Regions from separate parts of the Bombyx mori genome. Here region 1 is linked to region 2. The links are chromatin contacts, called in public Hi-C maps. All regions are on one chromosome and are shown on one strand. Each heading gives the region's core, a stretch centred on a gene start, on an enhancer-like site or on the middle of the called end of the contact. The rest is flanking DNA. Distances are from core to core; before and after follow the strand shown.

The links. A called contact is a pair of places that touch in the nucleus more often than the background predicts.
Region 1: a contact with region 2 is called in a Hi-C map of midgut, with 2.5 times the contacts expected there. The contact joins the promoter of LOC101740875 here to the enhancer-like site in region 2. A contact is called at or near these places in 2 of 7 Hi-C or Micro-C datasets (midgut and whole pupa).

The regions. Positions count from the first base shown.
Region 1 is chr18:9,335,124-9,337,823 of ASM3026992v2, forward strand. It overlaps LOC101740875 (actin-histidine N-methyltransferase), which reads left to right and starts at 1,278. Exons shown (of 9, transcript XM_004928245.4): 1 at 1,278-1,760. The coding sequence starts at 1,457.
Region 2 is chr18:9,245,518-9,248,217 of ASM3026992v2, forward strand. It overlaps LOC101740596 (activating transcription factor 3), which reads right to left. Exons shown (of 7, transcript XM_004928243.5): 4 at 692-850; 5 at 491-556. Among protein-coding and RNA genes, the nearest start is that of LOC134200573, 14 kb to the right of the region's middle. Within about 2 kb of position 1,419, at least 4 of the 8 cell types and tissues checked have open chromatin away from gene starts, as enhancers often do.

The DNA of each region.
Region 1 (2,700 bases), core at 28-2,527, 89 kb after region 2:
TTACTGGAGCCCATAGACATCTACAACGTAAATGCGCCACACACCTTGAGATATAGTTCTAAGGTCTCAACTCAGATATTGTCACAACGGCTGCCCCACCCTTCAAACCGAAACGCATTACTGCTTCACGGCAGAAATAGGCGGGGCGGTGGTACCTACCCGTGCGGACTCACAAGAGGTCCTACCACCAGTAATTACGCAAATTATAATTTTGCGGGTTTGATTTTTATTACACGATGTTATTCCTTCACCGTGGAAGTCAATCGTGAACGTTTGTTAAGTACGTATTTCATTAGAAAAATTGGTACCCGCCTGCGGGATTCGAACGCCGGTGCATCGCTCGATACGAATGCACCGGACTTCTTATCCTTTAGACCACGACGACTTCAAAATCACCGCCAACTCGCAAAACATACAGAAGGCGGGCCACTAGAAACGATTGTCTTTGAATAAACTTGCAACCAGTGATGCGGTGCAGTTGAAATCCTGAGGTTGTTACCAATATTTCCGAACTACGAGTAATACGTGCTCACGAAAGATTTCCACTATCATGTAAAAAAATTGACATCAGATTAAGTGTTTTTTTGAAAGTTACTGGTGTTTGTAGATAGGTGTTAAAACTCTCACTCTATTTTAATTTCAGAAATACACAAACGACTGAAGGTGATTCAGAGACACGTAGACTGTATCATGATGAACACATCCTAACAGCTAGTTTAATATATAGAACATCGTAGTATGATGGAAACTCTCACAAAAACAATCCCGGTAGGTAAATCTATCTTAGTCATGTGATACATGCCACTCCACACTTCCCAACAAACTTTTTTAACGTTGGGTAGAAGATCTGTAGTTCGAAATTATAGATCATCTCCTTCATACTAAATAGATCCAGCCCCAACGGATTACCAGCACCGAGTAAGTATGGATACACTGTACTATGACTGTATGACAAACTTTAGTTGAATCATTTAGATAAATTTTGTTAATACAAATTAACTTAATTTCTTAATACACATATACATTTCTATAAGTATTAATACAAAACAGCGTAGACCGGAACGTGTAGAAGACAAACTTATTGTTATTTTCAACTATAGTTGTTAGTATATATAGTTCCAAGTATATAGTTCCAACTTATAGTTTGTTGAACTCAAGTATATTTTAAAAAGTTACAGACAAAAATTTGGACCATAACAAATGTTTATTCTAAATTATTTAAGAATAGATCAAAGCATAAAATCTTTTTAAAAAAATCATTTTTTGACATTGACATTATTCTTTAGTTGACACTTGACATGTAATCTGACTAAACTCAACACTTTCCAATGAAAGTGATTTCAAAACTTTATTCCATTTAAACCTATTTTTAGCTATTTAATAATTCCACGTTTCTAATTCCCTTCACATAAGCCAGTAGCTTTCTCCTTTAATCTTAATTAGATAAATTAAAATAATGGGACGAAAATCGCAATCAAAACAAAACCAAAAGAAATCCACTGGAAAGGAAAATAATAAATTATACCTACAGAAAAGAAAAGAATTAGCTTTTCTTGTTGATAGAGTGCTAAGACTTACCAGTATATTTCAAGCGACTGGTAACGTAAGCAAAAGTTGGGAACATCATTTAGAAATCGAGAAATTAGTGAATGAAATTACTAACATAGAAGGAACGCAGTTAAGAAATACTCGAACTCTTCGGCAAACTCACATTGATAAATATTTGCAGTGGCTAAGAGAAAACGGTGTCCAATTCGATGGTAACTATTTTTAAATCAATGTAGCATTTACATTAATCAATAATAACACACCAAACATTCAGCACTACTTCAGTACATCAATCCAATTGGTTATTTCATAAGGTCAAATTTTGTCTCAGTTCTAAGTTTTTGACAATTTAACAATTAAAGTATAGCAAATTTTCAGTAAAAATATACTTAGTTAAGATTAAAATTATAAATATTACATATAATTTAATTGACTTCGTAGAATTTTAAATTTTTTGATTATTATTAGGAAATTTATAGAATATTTTAAATATATAATTAATAACCCTTTGAATTTTTAAAGGAAATGAAGTAGTTTTAAATGGCTTTTGCTTCGTTACTATGAATCATCAGTAAAAAGAGTGGTTTTTCATTAAAAAAATTAAAGATTTAGGTCTGCATTTAAAAAATTTTTTTTATGATCCTGCCTATTTGCTGGTGCCTAGAGGGCCATTCTAGCGATGCCCAGGCTACCAGCCTCTGGCTCACTGAGCTCACAAGCTCAACCTTAGGGAATTTGTTAATGATTTGAGAATGATTGTTGTAATAGGTCTGCCATCTCCAAAAATCGGCCAAAAACTCATACAATGTATAATATAATGTAATATTATTGTAACTCACAATTCAGTAGGCTAGCCTGCCATTAGTAGGATTGATGACCAGATGTAGGCCGCAGCAATCTGCTGAGTGCTAGGAAATTCAGGACTAGTAATTCTTGTGAGCTTTAAGGTAGGTTTAGTGGTTATCTCTAGGCTGATGATGATATTTTTAGCTATTGCAAACTTTGTTTGTAGATAGTCAACATCATTTATGGAAGTAGATTTAATTTAATTTAAATAATACATTAAAGCACAAATGTCTGTACTAAACAGTATGAGATATTGCCTAGAATAACTCGAATTTAAAGTAGTAGTTGTAATAGTTTGAATATTTA
Region 2 (2,700 bases), core at 169-2,668:
TTGTTTTGAGTGTATATTAATTTGTTTTGTAATCTCTTTTTTTATCAATAAAAAAATCATAATAAAAAATGTATACCCGAATAATTATTTTCTTTATACCTCGAATAGAACTTAAAATTAATATTTTTTATAATAAGGAACTTCGTTCCTATCCGGTGTCCCACGACACCACACATATTTTTATTTAATAACCATTCTATCTCTATTTACAAACAAACTTTCTCCATTAACACTGCTAAGAAAAATTATAGCCTTCAACTTCACTTTCATTTAAATCCTATATTATTCGTTTATAACTAAGTGTTTTTTTATATATAATTATCCAAATAACAATATTAACTGTTCAACAGTTTCACCTTGGATTAGTCAATATCATAGACTGGCGATTAGATTGCCAAGTCTTGTTTCTACGCGGCGCTTCTTAAAAACACATTTATAAATGATAAAAACAGTGTAAAGTCGGTCGACCGTCACTACGAATCATTCCTACCTTTCCCGTATACATTGAGTCAAGTAGATCACACAGTTCCTGATGGCTATCGGTCGTCCTGTTGTTCTGTAACCAAGGGTTGCTGCTTACAATAAATCCTCGTCCATCCGCCAGAGTTTCAAGGTATTTACAGTCGATCGACCGAAACTGCAAAGTTAGCGTTGGTCCTAATGCAACGGTAACTAAGAGTTTAATTCTTACCCCTTCATTTTTGGCTTGTTGCGTGTGACTGCTATCGTAATCTTCATCGCTTTCTTCCTTTTTGAGTCGTTTCACGCTGACGTCTGTATCGCTACCGGACATTTTGCGTTTCGATTCAATGGACAGTTTCAGGCCAGCCTTGATAAGTTCCGAGCACGTCTGAAAAATGCATGAAATACGTTTTAATGTTACAATTCAATTAGAAATGCCGCGAAAAACAGAACTACAATGAGGTACATATCTGGAACCACGTTTACTCTCCAAAAATAATATTCCGCTAGTATTTTCTGTTTTAATTAACTCAAATATGACATTTGAGTTATATTTTTTTAAGAAAATCTTACATAAGTCTCTGTTATGCTAAATAATAAATCGTCATACTAGTAATCTTCTTAACACCGCTCCGCTATAATAAAATCACGGATATAAATGTAATTTTGAAGGAGCCTCCACTGAATAATAATACATCCGAAGTTAATACCCATCGCTTCATAATAATTACATGTTTAAAGCGTTCAAATAAAACGTTGCAATAAATAAATCATCGACTACATAAAATCGGAGGTCCTCATAAACATTACGTAACATTGTAAACTATACCTGTTCCATTCTTGCATTATAAAAGCATAATGAGTGCGAATGCGTTCTATAAACTTTACAATTATATCCCGGTGAATTAATATGTGTGGGTCGTGCGTGTATTTTTTAATATCGTGATTCACGGTCACTTCACCTCGATGTGATGATTACATCAAGGTCGTATGGAAGATGTACTACATTGCAAGTGTAGCGTTAGCGTTAACCACATGAAATAAATAAACTGACATAATAAACACACAAAAAAATATTACAAACTCATTAAAAATTACGTATGACTGAAGTACAAGTAATAAATAAACTAAAATTTTATAACGAAGATATATCGTGGTAAACAAAATGCCACACTAAATTGTTGACGATTTAAAGACACTAATAAAACCCGTTATGTTTAAATAAGATTCTAAACTGAGTATTTTCATGTGTTTTGTTTTTTATTTATTTTATGTATTCAAGACAATATCAAGAATAAGTAGTTTTTTGTTGATAAACTATGAAAGACTTTAAAAGTAGTAATAGGACTAAGATTTAATGCTAAAGTATGGCGATACGAAAATGCATAATTGCATTTTATTCAACTTTATTATTGAGAATTACTATAATACAATTGTTCAATGGTAGAAAATATGTGTCGTTATTAAAATCACATTCAGACACTTTTTCATTATGAAACATTCAATTACGAATCACTCGAATGAATTATAAAACTACTTGGCGTATAGATTGTAATTACAGATTATTATTTCTGATAATTTGTAATTACTAACTTTGGTAATATTAATTACCTACACACGTCTAGCCTTACAATATCTTTTGCAGAACAGTGACGGTTCAGTTTAGTGTAAGGCATTTTAATTGAAAAGTCAACCTCTCATCATTATCTGGAAGCCATGCTTCATTGTGACAGTAAATGTAACACCCAGATTGCGTTAATGATACATGGCATCAACCCAAATACATGAAACCAATAGTATTTGATATAAATAATTGAACTTCTACTAGGATAATCTTTGTACCTATTGTATATATCAATTTTTCGATTACGTTCTCTCGGAGTTCGTCGATTTATAATGGGAACGTGACGAAGTATTGACTAAGTACCTAAATAGATAATTAAACCAGTAATTACCAAGTCTTGCCCCGTAGAACTCTTTCGCAGAAGATAAAAATTATTTCGTTCATCGATAAAACATTTTAATCTGATCAATATTATACTATAGCCAGTGTGGGTATAGAATTGAATGCCAAAATATTCGTTCTATTCAAAAGGCAGGTAGCTAATAATGCTAATTGAATGCGAGGTCACAGAAGCCTACTCATTAGATAGCTTTGCACGTTGAAAATATGTTTTGATTGCATGCGGCTTGCCAATTGTTGATCCGCAAATAATGCTAATCGTTTTAAAGAATGCA